3 separate regions of the Sus scrofa genome follow, and all the other regions are linked to region 2. Evidence: chromatin contacts called from public Hi-C data. All regions are on one chromosome and are shown on one strand. The core of a region is the stretch at or near the end of the contact, and the rest is flanking DNA. Distances in the headings are between cores, read along the strand shown.

Evidence for each region. A called contact is a pair of places that touch in the nucleus more often than the background predicts.
Region 1: a contact with region 2 is called in a Hi-C map of epiblast stem cells, with 2.8 times the contacts expected there. A contact is called at or near these places in 1 of 5 promoter capture datasets (liver) and 5 of 47 Hi-C or Micro-C datasets (embryonic fibroblasts, epiblast stem cells, liver and 1 more).
Region 3: a Hi-C map of skeletal muscle shows a contact between it and region 2, with 5 times the contacts expected there. A contact is called at or near these places in 3 of 47 Hi-C or Micro-C datasets (embryonic fibroblasts and skeletal muscle).

What each region holds. Positions count from the first base shown.
Region 1 is chr5:63,598,008-63,602,733 of Sscrofa11.1, reverse strand. It overlaps RBP5 (retinol binding protein 5, cellular), which reads right to left and starts at 1,552. Exons shown (of 4, transcript NM_001145223.1): 1 at 1,398-1,552; 2 at 929-1,107. The coding sequence starts at 1,470. All of the region lies in intron 1 of CLSTN3 (calsyntenin-3), which reads left to right.
Region 2 is chr5:63,560,458-63,564,960 of Sscrofa11.1, reverse strand. It overlaps PEX5 (peroxisomal biogenesis factor 5), which reads left to right and starts at 2,199. Exons shown (of 17, transcript XM_013988424.2): 1 at 2,199-2,448; 2 at 2,902-3,064; 3 at 3,379-3,414; 4 at 3,625-3,757; 5 at 3,960-4,091. The coding sequence starts at 2,918.
Region 3 is chr5:63,620,785-63,625,153 of Sscrofa11.1, reverse strand. C1RL (complement C1r subcomponent-like protein) reads right to left here and starts at 1,756. Exons shown (of 7, transcript XM_021092409.1): 1 at 1,343-1,756.

The sequences.
Region 1 (4,726 bases), core at 303-2,802, 38 kb before region 2:
ATTGTCTTTAAAATCCCAGTATGTGTTTTATAGTGACAGCACATCTCAAGCTGGACCAGGTACATTTCAAAAGTTCAATATCTATGTATGGCTAGGAGCTACCATATTGGATAGCACAGAAACGTTATGAAGGTTGCACATATAAAGGTTATAAGGATGCACATGTGCATGCTTGTGTGAGCATGTGTGTGTGGGGAGCACAGAGGTAAGAGAATACAAGATAATGACTGTGACTTCTATGCTTTGGTCCTGCTGGTCATTGTGATTGACGGAAACAGTAACTATAAAAGCAGGAATAGATTCATGTAGGAAGATAACCCCTTTGGGTTTGACCTTGGGACATGCAGATGGAAACATTTTGCAGGCAGTTGAAACTTGACCCTGGGGCACAGGTGGTACCTCTGGCTGGAGAATCCATGCCCGGGGGAGATTATAGATGGTAACCGAACACATCTACATGGGTGTAGATGATTTAGCCCATGGATGCTACACAGGCAAGAGAAAGTCAAGAACAAAATACTGGGGGAAACTCCAGTTTACAGCATGAAGAGGGGAATTAGGGTCTGCGAAGGAACATGTAAGAAGCAGAAAGAGCTGCATGGGAGTGGAGGGATAGAAGCTGGGGGCAAAGATGCTGTGGGTCCACAGGGTCACAGGTGAGAGGGTGAGCACATGTTTGCTCTTGGCCTGAGGGTGGCCTGCCCTTTTTGTCCTTTTGGCTGGTGCTAAGAGGGGGCAGGAGAGAGGAGGAGGGAGGGAGTGGGCCTGGGTGAGTAACAGCAGGAGCCTGTTAGCCTAGGGATCCCACAGCCTGCTGTGTCATCACCCACTCACCCCCCCACCCCCCGCTGCTGGGAGAGGCTACTTTGTTCAGCCCCAGACGGTTAAGAGACCCCCCTGCTCCTCCCCACAAGCCTGAGCAAGTTACCTGGCACTTTCGTCCATCCACGATGCCTAGGTCCTCCTCAAACTCCACCCCCACCTCGAATTCCAGCACGTAGTTTCGGAAGGTGCTCAGGGTCTTCACGGTCATGTGGTTGCCCCGATGGTCGATCTCCTTGTCCGGCTTGAGCAGCAGCGCGATCTTGCGCAGAGCCAAGTTGATGTCTGTGGGGGCTGTCTCTTAGCAAGGGTCCTCTTGGCCAGCCGGCCAGGGGTGCCCCCCAACCCACGGCAGCAGCCTGGGGCTGGGAGCGGCCCCTCAGCTGGGTCTGGGGCTGTGCATTTACTCCCTCCAAGCAACGCCCCTGTCTAGAAAAGGGCCCCAAGTTCAGCTCCAGCACCTGAGCCTTTCCACGCTGTCCAACCTGCCTCCCCTGCACCTCAGTGGGACGGGAGGCTGGAGGGGAGAGGAGAGAAGGGGAGAGAAAGGGTTTGGGGAAGGGTGAGGCCATTACTCAGGGCTTGCAGGTAGTCCTCCAGGTTCTTCTGTGAGACAAAGCGGTAGTAGCCGGTGAGGTTGGGAGGCATCGTCCAGGCTGGCCAAGGTCAAGGCTTCAGGAGGGTGTAGGAGCCAGAGTGAGGAGGGAGGGAGTGTTGTCTGACAGGGGAGGCTGGGGGACGCCAGGCCAGCCTCCCAGCACACACAGAGGCAGCCCATGTAAAGGTCTGTGCTCCCGGGGTTTTTATAGACCTGGGGCCCTGTTGCAATAAGAGCTCCACCAGCTCCCCCTCCTCCACCAGCTCCCCCTCCTCCACCCCCGACGATGAGTGAGTGAGGCTCACGTCTGCAGCCCCGAGGGAGGGGCAGGGACTTGGCAAGGCTGTGCCTGACCTCGGCTTTTCCGGAGGAAGGAACCTGGACGAGGGTCTGAGGCTATGCGGCAGGCAGGACAGGAGCCTTTCTGAAGCTCCGTGTTGGCTTCCAGCCCATTTCTGGCAGGCTTGGGAACCTTCTCGAACCCCGAGGGGCAGCCTCATCTGGGAGGAAGCTGGTCTGGTTGTGTGGAGTAGGGACTCTTCCAGACTCACTCAGGGTTGAGTCCTAACAACGTCTTGAGATCCTGGGGCTGAGTCAGGGATCCTGAAAGGTGTGAGGGGGAGGAGGGGAGGGGAAGGAGAGAGGCAAGCCAGCTGGCCGGGAGCCCCAGTGGAGAAAATTCTAGAGTGCTGGCCCCCACAGCACCTTCTGCCGGCTTCGCTGAGCTGGGGCCCCAGTGCTGGCATTCCAGACTCTGTCCTGTAGAGAGAATGTCCTACATACTTCATTGGGAGGGAAGCAGAGAAACTGCAGAGGGAGCTGACCGCAGCCTGATGAGCTGCTGAGTTCAAAGTCTGGAGCAGAGGTGAGGGAGGAGTTGGTTTGGCTGTTCTGGAGAATTTTACAAACCCAGGGGTTTCCCTCCCCCTCTGGAGTCACTGCTGATGCCATGACCTGCCCCTGTCTGGGGCTCCTGGACCGCCCATGTACCAGAGGTAATTGCCATGGAGGGTGTGTGCCCCACCACCAACTCCCTTCCCCGCCACGCACACCTCTTCTCTGCCTCTCAAACCTACCGACGTCCTCAGCTTCAGAACCCACAGGGCTGGTTCTTCATGGTTTAAGGTGGGAAATTCAGGGAGAGGGAGGCAGAGAGTAGGCCATGGGAAAAATTCCACCTAGAGGTGAACTGCCCTGACAGGTGTGTGTGTTTGTGTGTGTGTGTGTGTGTGTTGGGGGTGGGTGGGGGATGAGCACAAACATCTCACATCTCCTCAAGTCCCAGACCTCTGTCCCCCTGTCTCTGACCTTGCTGACCACCCGGTGGCTTCCCCAGAGACCTGGGGTTGGCAGCTGAAATGCTAGCATCTCTGGGGGCTCAAGGCTGTGGGGTTTACTTCACTGTTCCCAGGAGGCACACATAGCAGGGATGGAATGGGCTGTGAAAAGAGGTTAGTGCAGAGTTGGGGGTGGTGGCTGTGGGGTGACGTGGATACTGTCCCTCCTCGCCTCCCTCGGGTCCCCGTTGACGTCTCCTCTCCCCACCCCCGGGGCTTCTGGCTTCTCGAGGCTCCCCATGTCCCTCTTTTTTTCCCCACCCCCTCTTCCTCCCCAGCCCCCGCAGTTCCCTGGCTCCCCCAAAATGCAGTCAGGGGAAAAAGCCCTAACACATCCTCCCGCCCCTGCTCCCCAGTCCCATTGGTTCCCTCCCCCCCTGCAGCACCTGGCCCCCCCAGTCGCCCCATTGGTCGGCGGCTCCATCAGTCCCGGCCCGGCGGTGCTGACGTCATCCTGCAGTAGCGGGGATGGGGTGGGAATGAGAGAGAGAGTGAGGACGCGGGGCTCCAGAGCGAAGGAGAAGCCACTGCAAGTCCCCCACCTCAGCCACCAAGGTTGGGGTCTGCCCGGGTCTGCTCTATGGACTAGAGCGGGCGTCAGGCTCCTCTCGATCTCGGCCCCACTGCTGGCGCTCTTGCCTTCCCTCCTCGGGCAGTCCCTGCAACCCTCCCCCAAGGTGGATAAGCGGGCTTGAGGCTCCCAGGGGAGAGCGATCGCGGGGGGGGCCCTGCCCTGCCCGCCCCGCACCATGACCCTCCTCCTGTTGTCCCTCGTGCTGGCCTCCCTGCTCCCCTCCAGCTCCTGTAACAAAGGTGAGTGAGGTGGGGTGGGGGCCCTGAAAGAGGGGGTATCCAAGAGGCCCATGTGAGGGTCAGGGTGGGCAGGAGCCAGGAAGGCTCCTCTGGCACCTGACAGGTGGTTCTTCAGACCATCCCCCTTCCCACCCATTTTTTCAGACCTGCCCTCTTCTCTTCTCCCTGGAACCCCCCTGCCACCTTCTCCTCTCTGGTCCATCTCTACCCATGTGCTTCTCTTGCTCCCATTTGGTCCCCTTTCCCATCTTGGGGTCTCTATCTCCCCTCCTCCCATGCCTCCCTGCTGGAACTAGCTCAGATCTCGGTGGGACTTGCCCCTGAGGGGCGATGAACATCTCTGGGCGGTTCTTGGTTTGAGGCGGGGTGTGCCAGCACTAAGGGTGTGCGGAGAAACCGTGCCTTGCAGCTCAGCCATTCGGAGCACGTATGTTTCGGCGTGTGCCTCTGCGTCCATACCCGCTGCCCGCCTACAGCTGGGCTGTGGGTTACCAGAGCTGCCCTCTCTGGCAGACAGCAGACACATTCAGCTGGGTGAGGCTGGCAGAGGGACCAAGAGGGAGGGAGAGGTTGGAGGCAGAGGGGTCTCAGGTAGGTGGCTATGGGCAAGAAAGGGCAGAAGTGAGCGCGTGGGGTGCAAAGCAGAGGTGGGAGGGAAAGGGGGATGGAGAAGGGGGATGAGGCGTGGGAGGGGGATGAGAAGGGATGGACGAGGGTCAGGTGGGGGCGGGGAGAGAGAAGAGGGAAAGGGAAATCGGGAAGAACAGGTGGGGAGAGGGGGAGGGGCAGAGTCCAGGAAGGAAGAGACAGGGAGCCCAGGAGTCAGGGAGAGGAGAGGAGGTGGATACATGAAGGGTTGTGGCCCAGAGGAAGGGAGCACGGAGACTCAGGGAGAGGGGCAGGGCGGGGGTGAGCTGTGCGCAGCCCCTCCATCCTCCTAGCCTCAGTCTCTGACCTCAGCCAGCTTCTTAGCCTCCTGCCACTTCCTGTGCTGCCTCTGAGCATCATTTCAGGGCCTTCTCCTCCACCAGCAGCAAAAGGGGTTCTGGGGGTCCTCTGTGAGGAAGGGGCAGGCATTCTGATGCCAGAAGGCTTTGGCAGGGGTGTCATTGGAGGAAAGGATGGAAACCAGGATTTCTTGCTCACCATGACATGC
Region 2 (4,503 bases), core at 950-3,449:
GTGAGCAAAAGCAGGTTTTACACTTATAATTGTAATGAATTAAATATTAACTTAAATCCCACCTAATGAAATAGTCTTTTCCACACACATTAGACATTATGAATATTCACAATGATGGGGTGTTCGAGGAGCTGGTATCAGCTGTGGGATCAGAAAAAGTGCTGGGATCTAAAGAAATCTGAGATGGAGAAGGCATGGCCCAGACAAGACAGGCACTCTTGTCCTGGACACAACTGAGAGGGGCCCTCAAAGCTGCAGTAGAGGGAACAGCTGAGACTGGAAGACTGAAACAGCTACATCAACCATTTTCTTGCTTGGAAAATCCTTTCAGTGGAGTTTAATTTCATAGACAATGCTATGGCCTGACACTGGTGACCAGAAGGGGGGACTGTTGTAAAGACTGCCAGCTGCACACCAAACCTTAGTCAAGCCCATTGTGGGCATCCAGCTAAACTACATTTCCCAGCCTCCTCTGCTATTAAAGTGGCCAAATGGCTGAGCCAATGAAAGGTGAACATTACACCACATCAGCCTCCTGATTGGAGAATCTCTTCAATGGAGTTAAATTTCACAGTCAATGGCAAAGCCTGACCCTGAAACCAATATTTCCCCATTACTCATTTTCTCTAGTTACTTTTTTTTTTTTTTTTTTTTTTGTCTTTTTGCCTTTTCTAGGGCTGCTCCCGTGCTGTATGGAGGTTCCCAGGCTAGGAGTCTAATCAGAGCTTTAGCTGCCGGCCTACACCAGAGCCACAGCAACGCAGGATCTGAGCCGTGTCTGCAACCTACACCACAGCTCATGGCAACGCCAGATCCTTAACCCACTGAGCAAGGCCAGGGATTGAACCTGTAACCCCATGGTTCCTAGTCGGATTCCTTAACCACTGAGCCACAATGGGAACTCCTGCTATGAACATTCTTGCACCTGTGCACCTGCAAACACACATGTGTAAGAGTTTCCCTAGGTAAGAGTGATAGAGGTTTGGTCATCCAGGCAAGGGCTGGATCTGTGTACTGCAGGGGAAAAGGGGTAGTGGGGTCAGGTAAGGAAAAAGAGAAATTCTGCACAATCTTAGACTTTGTCATTCGGTTTTTTGAGGTATCACGGCAGCTTCTCTACCATCCGAGGGGTGAGTTTATACAGCCATGCTCCTCTGGAGTCTCCACCTTTGAAATCTGCAGCCAGCCAGGAAACAAGCCTGGCCCAGGGCGCCACCTGCTGACTACCTGCCTCTTCTCCTTCACCCTAGACTGGGATGTTACTTTTGTCCTTTTGGCACAAACCCGTTCTTGCTGCTCAAACAGCAGTCCTGAACACCTCCTGCTCTTCTTCTTGACGTCAGGACACCCTTGGACTTGAAGGCAGACGAGATTTCAGGGTTTCTTTCCCAGTGTCCTCGAGGTGTGACACTAGAGCCAATTCTGTGGCAGATGGTGGGGCCTGAAGCTTCTTCCATGATTAGAAATCATTTCTTGCATCATATTTATGCTTTCCTATTCTGGAGCAGTGACAATAAGGCCACCATGGTGACCTTGATCAGTGGTGAGGGAAGAAGCGGGGGAGAGGAGTGACTCACTGTGCATTTTCTCTGTAGGTTAGCAGCTTGAGGTCTCAGGATGCGTTGGACCCTATTTTAGTCAACGGAATTTGTCATCAACTAGCGCTATTTTCCCCAATACGCAGATGTGGCAGAGGGATTGGGGGCAGACCTCTGTCACCACGGAGACAGTGACGCTGTCCTGCTAGGGGCAATTTGGAGTGAGGCAGGGCTAGAAGGCTGGAGAAGGCCCCGGATTTGACCCCCACACTCCCATGTCAGGGCCCAATTCGCGGCCCAGAAAGGGAAGGAATCCCCTTGGGTCTCAATGCGCCCCCCCAGGGAAAAGGTGGAATGATCTGAGCCCAGAATCCACTTGCACGGCTTTCTCCCAAAGCTATGAAGGCCCTTCTTAGCTCCCTTCTTCTCTGAGCTTTCCATCAAACAAGTCCTAGAGTCCACCATCCTTCGGAGCGCTCCCAAAGTCGCCGCGCCAAGATTTCCCCTTTAAGCGGCTCTTCCCCTTTAAGGGCTACGGCTTCTCCCATTACGCGGGCGTAGCAGACCTAAGGCCCCGCCCCTCCAAACAGCTTCCGCCTGGGCCGCGACTGCCGCGCGGCGGTCACTGCCACTTTAAGCCTGAGCCCCGCCCCTAGCCCCCCGCCCCCTTCTCTCCCCTCCCCCTCCAGCCCGCACCTGGTACCTCGGCTGGTCCTGCGGCTCTGCGCGAGGTGGTGAGCGCTGGGCCCCGAGGGAACGCGCGGACACCTTCCTGGTCTTCCCCCGCCCTTGCGGTGCCCTCGCGGGTCGCGGAGGTGGAGCTTGAGCTACGACCCGGGCCGCGGAGACGGGGTACTCGGAGCGCGGGAGGAGTGGGCCGGGACCAGCCGAGCGGCGGGGAGGGCCTCAGGTGACTTAGTGGGAGGGAATGGCCCACAGCGGTGCTCGCGGGAAACTGAGGTTGGGGGGAATTGGGCTTACGGTCCCGCAGCTAGTCCCCTCTCCCTTTCCCGACTAATTCTCCCCTACAGCCCAGGTGCAGAATTGTCCCTGGGTTCCTTGGGGTCCAGGCTCCTTCCTTGGGGGTCTCAGGCGCCTGTCCCGCCGCCTGAGACTGCAGTTGTGGAGGTCACTGGAGAGGCCCAGGCGGAGAGCGGTGGCTTTTGAGGGGGGCGGCAGGAGGGTACCAGCCTCCTGACTCCTGGCAGAGGTGGGGGCCACAGCAAAAGTTAGAGGGGTGGAGAGTGGCCGGCAGTCAGCAACCTAGGACGGACATCTGCCCACCTCCCCCAGATCCGGGCTGAGTTGTGGATTGTGGAAGGGTCTGGCTCTGGGACCTCAGTTCCAAATTTCTGTCCTTCAGAGATTGGGCGGTCACCATGGCAATGCGGGAGCTGGTGGAGGCGGAATGCGGGGGTGCCAACCCGCTTATGAAGCTGGCAGGGCACTTCACCCAGGACAAGGCCCTTCGGCAGGAGGGGTTAAGGCCTGGCCCCTGGCCCCCCGGAGCCCCAGCCTCCGAGGCGGTGAGTGTTCTTCTGGTGGAAACCCTGAGTGATGACTTGGGATGGAGGGTCCCCATGCCCACTTTGGGATAACTGCTTTCTCTATAGTAATTGTAGTTATCAACTGATGAGTATTTCCTAAAGCTTATACTAAGTGTCTTTGTATAGATGAAGGCAGTTATTTTATAGATGAGGGAACTGAGACTGGGAGAAGTTTTGTGACTTGTCCAAGGTCACATAGGAGGAAGAGCTGCAACGTTAACCCAGGGTTAACTGGGTTGTGTGTGTGTCATCTTCACCACGGTTCCATATTGTCTCCCTTTCTTTTGCTCTAGGTCTCTAAGCCTTTGGGGGTAGCCTCTGAAGATGAGGTAAATAAACATACCAGTCTGTTCTGCTGCATTTTCTGTTTGCCTGTTGTATTTTTACTTTCAACTTGGTTTACCTGTATTTCCATCTGTGAACTTCCCTGATAAAGTGAGATTTGCCTTAACTCTTCTGCTTGTTTTGGTTTTAAGTCGTCTTTGAGCATTTCCAAATCTATAGTTTGTTTCCTTTTTCCTCTTTCTCTCTTCTGACAGTTGGTGGCCGAATTCCTCCAGGACCAGAATGCACCACTTGTATCCCGTGCCCCTCAGACCTTCAAGATGGATGACCTCCTGGCAGAGATGCAGGAGATTGAGCAGTCAAACTTCCGCCAGGCACCCCAGAGAGGTGTGTCCAAGTCTAGTGCTGAGGCGATCACCATTTTCTGTGCAGATAGGGACAAGGGATTCCATATTTGGGTGCTGCTGCTATTGGGGAACTGGGGTGCAGAACGAGACCAAAGGAACAGTGTTTTGATGTGCACTCAGGGTTCCTTAGGCATGATAGACTGATGTGTATTTTTCTTAATTAGCTCTCTCTCTCTTTCAAGCCCCTGGTGTGGCGGACTTGGCCTTGTCTGAGAACTGGGCCCAGGAGTTTCTTGCAGCTGGAGATGCTGTGGATGTAACTCAGGATTATAATGAGACTGACTGGTCCCAAGAATTCATCTCTGAAGTTACAGGTGAGGATTGTCATGGAAAATCTAAAATCATTCCTATGGTACAATCAAAATTCTACACTGTTACCCTAATTTATTTTAGGATGTAGAATAATTTCAAGCTGTTTATGAGTTTACTGGACTATTGGCTCTTTTCCTTAGGGCACTGAACCTGATTTCTCTTAGGTGGTAATATGAAATTGAAACATATTAAACAGAGGACTGAGTTTGAACTGGATAAGAGATTTTGAAGAGAGAGGTACATATGAAGAGAGAGAGAACATGAGGAGTTAAGTTTTCTTCTTCGTTATCTGGAACTGTATTACTGTAGTTTGGTGGAGAGGATCCACAGGGTGGATGGGTGACAGTGTTGCCCAGGAGGAGAAAACTGTTCAGCACTTCCTTTGGGATTCTGGCATCAAGTCATCTTGAACAG
Region 3 (4,369 bases), core at 507-3,006, 61 kb before region 2:
GTTAAGGATCCGGTGTTGCCGTGAGCTGTGGTGTAGGTCGCAGACATGGCTCGGATCTGGCGTTGCTGTGGCTGTGGTGTAGGCCAGCGGCCACAGCTCCGATTGGACCCCTAGCCTGGAAACCTCCATATGCCAAGAAAATGGCAAAAAGGTAATATATATATATATATATATATATATATATACACATATATAGTTTTCAAAGTAATAAATTTATCAATGGCCAACCAGAGTTGCAGCCTTTTACGGTTGATGGATGACATTGCGCTGATCAAATAGCAATCATCTCTGAGGTCTGACGGTCTTAAGATTCCTTTGTGCAAGTTACACTTCCAAAGATGATAGAAGTATAACATAGAACAGGATTATCTATTTTCACACCCATGAGATTGAATGTTCTTGAGTCACCCCTTTATCAGAATTGACTCTGTGAAGCAGAATCATGGCTGATTTTCTGCAGCTCCAGGATAAGAAGGATTACCCTGTCATCTTCTGGAGATTTATTTCAAGAGCATTTGTGGGGCTTGCTTTTTCAAACCAAGCACCGGCCTTTTATTACCGAGTATTTAGAGGGGGAAGAAAAAGGCTGGTCTAAGAAGCTTAACATGTACAAAAGAAATGAGACAGTTAAATGGATACAAAACATATTATGTTTTTCATCTTCAGTCGGGAGACACTTTCCTTCACTGCAGGGCGAGTGCACAGGCTTGGCCCCAGCAAGGCAACGGGACTGTGGCTGGGGAAGTCTCCTCAAGCAGGAGGAACAGAAAGTTCCTGGAAGTATAGTGGTTGTCAGCATGGATTTAAAAAGCAAATCTCCATTTGCTGTCTGGCTCAGGGGTAGCTGAAATACTGGAGATAGGTTTTACCCCAACTGAGGCTTGGTACATCTGAGACCTGGAAGCCCTCTCACCCACAGACACCCAGACTTAACTTGAAGGATGAGCTGTGGGGGTCATGCCAGCTGCCAATTTTTTTTTTTTTTTTTTTTTTTTAGCTTTTCTGTTTCAAAGACTCGATTTCCATTTCTTTCTCTTTTCTTTCTTTTTGGCTGCACCTGTTCCCAGGTCAGGGATTGAACCCACGCCATGGCGGCAATCCGAGCCACTGCAGCAACAATGCTGGATCCTTACCCCGCAGCCCCACTAGGAAACCCCTCTGTTTCCATTTCCTTATGGTCCCCGTCTTCCCCCAGCCTGTGGTTGTCTCTGTCACGGCCCTTCCTTTCCAGGCCTGGTGTTCTGGGGACAAGAGCGATGGCCATGACCAAGCGACAGGACCCGAACTCATGGAAATGAGGTGGTGGAGAAAGACTCTGTGAAGGAGAGTGGAATTCACCTACGTGGACCCCTCCGCAATTCCTGGTCCGGGCGGCTCCACCTTGCCTAGAGTTGGAAATCTGGAGATGCAGGGTCCGGGGTCCTGTCTTCTCCCTGGGTGTCAGAGCAGGTAAGCTGACTGTGGGCGGCTTGGCCCCCGGGAGGGAAGTCTGATGGCCCTTCCAAGGCCGGGTTGGGCCACTGGGTGCAAATTGCAGCAGCAGGAGGCGGCAGATGGAGCCCCAGAGGCAGAAGTGTTCTACTGCCACCTGCTGGTAAAAGTCAGGAACTGCCAGTGAACCAAAGGAGCTATGGCACGGCTTGGGGGATCAGCCCCTGGAGGAGGCGTGATGAACCAGCCACTGGATCATAATAAGGCTCAGGGGTCCTGTGTTGTGTTCTTTGCCTCTGTGACTATAGCCTCTCCATCATACACCCATCCAACCACTATCAGCCCTAACAGTACTGGTGACTAATTAATTTATTTTTACCCACCCTAATTTACTTTATTTGAAGAAATTGCTAGAGGCAATCACTGTGCCATCACTGTGCCATCTCCATGGGTGTCTAATGAGATTGTTAGGGACTCCCCCACCAGGGCGTACCTTCTCCCTGTCTTGCTAGCTTTGGTGAACTAATTTACCCAGTCTTCCAGAATACTTTTTTTTTTTTTTTTTTTTTTTTTTTTTTTTTTTTTTGTCTTTTTAGCTATTTCTTGGGCCGCTCCCGTGGCATATGGATGTTCCCAGGCTAGGGGGTCGAATCTGAGCTGTAGCCACCGGCCTACGCCAGAGCCACAGCAACGCGGGATCCGAGCCGCATCTGCAACCTACACCACAGCTCACGGCAACGCCGGATCCTTAACCCACTGAGCAAGGGCAGGGACCGAACCCGCAGCCTCATGGTTCCTAGTCGGATTCGTTAACCACTGCGCCACGACGGGAACTCCCCAGAATACTCTTTATCTTTTTTTTTTTTTTTGTCTTTTTAGGGCCAAACCCTTGGCATATGGAAGTTCCCAGTCTAGGGGTCCAATTGGAGCTGGCGCCACCGGCCTACGCTAGAGCCACAGCGACGCCAGATCTGAGCCACCTCTGTGACCTACACCACTCTCATGGCAATGCCGGATCCTTAACACACTGAGCAAGGCCAGGGATTGAACCTGAGTCCTCGTGGATGCTAGTCAGATTCGTTTCCACTGAGCCATGATGGGAACTCTGGGCTTTCAGTTTTAAAACTGGGAAAGTTTGGGTGAACCAGGACAGTTGGTCACTCTAAATGAACAGGGGTTGGTTACAGGGCTGAGTGGAGGCTGGGTAGGAGAGAGGGCAGGGAGCCAAGAGGGTGAAGAGGCAGTGACCACACCTGTAGCTGCAATCTGGAGCAGTCCAGGGCCAGGATGGGGTCCCCAAGGTGAATCTAACACCTTGACTGGAAGGGCCTGTCATGGTCCCACCGGGATAGTGCACCTGCCGTGAGTGTTGGGGTCGGGGCAGAGAGACTGCACGACTCGCAGGCCCTGTATGAAGCTGGTCATTGCAACCCCACTCGGGGCTGGGACAGCCATGCTCCCTCTCCCAGTTTCAGCACCACCTCCCTGTACTGGGGCCTCGTCTCCCACTGGCAGGGCGTAGGTAGCCTGGGCAGGAGAAGCAGAAGAGTTTCCCCAGAGGATTACAGATGGCACAGGGGCTCCTGGGCTGGGAGTGGGGAGTAGGGAGAATGAGGGGTTGAGGAACTGGGCTCTGGAGCCTTGGGGAGGGGGCAAGTTTGAGGGGCAGCTAACACACTTTTCATTCTTACTTCTTATCTTTTTATAGCCACACCTACGACATATGGAAGTTCCCAGGCAAGGGGGTGAATCAGAGCTGTCACTGCCCGGCTACACCACAGCCACAGCAACACCAGGTCCAAGCTGCCATCTATGACATGTGTTGAAGCTTGTGGCAATGCTGGATCCTTACCCGCCAAGCGAGGCTGGGGATCGTACTGGCATCCTCAGGACATTATGTTGGGTTCTTAACCCTCTAGCACACTTTTCTTTTCTTCTTTCTTTTACTGATTTATTTCTTGAAAAAATTTTTTTTGTTGGCATATAGTTGGCTTACAGTGTTTAATTGGTTTCAGGTATACAGCAAAGTGAATCAGTCATACATATAAATTTATCCATTCTTTTTCCATATAGGTTATTATAAACTATTGAGTAGATTTTCCTGTGCTATCCAGTAGATTCTCGTTAATCATTTATTTTATATGGAGTATGTATATATTATTCTCACCTCCCAATTCCTCACTCCCACAATGGTTTGACCTGTGGTAAACATTACATTGGTTTTGAAATCTGTGAGTTTGTTTCTGCTTTATAAATAAGTCTTTTGTATCATTTTTATTAGATTCCACCTGTAAGTGATATCACATGATATTTGTCTTTCTCTGTCTGACTTACTTCACTGAGTATGATCATCTCTAGGTCCATTCAATTCATGTTGCTGCAAATGGCATTATTTCATTCTTTTTTGTGGCTGAGTAATATTCCATTGTATATATACACACTTGTATGTATCTATGTCATATGTATATAATAATATATGTAATAATAATGCAGATGGCATTATTTTATTCTTTTTATGGCTGAATAATACTCCATTATATATATGTACATATTGTTTTATGGCTGAGTAATATTCCATTGTATATATGTGTGTATATATATATATATATATGTATATTCTTTATCCATTCCTCTGTCGATGGATGTTTAGATTGCTTCCATGTCTTAGCTATTGTAAATAGTGCTACAAGAAACAATGGGATGCATGTATCTTTTCGAATTATGGTTTTCCCCAGATAAATGCCCCGGAGTGGGATTGCTGGATCAGTGGTAGTTCTATATTTAGCTTTTAAAGAAAGCTTCATACGGTTCTGCATAGTGACTGCACAAATTTACCTTCCTGCCAGCAGTGTATGAGAGTTCCCTTTTCTCCACACCCTCTCCAGCATTTATTTCTTGTAGACGTTCTATTGATGGCCATTCTGAGTGATATGAGGTA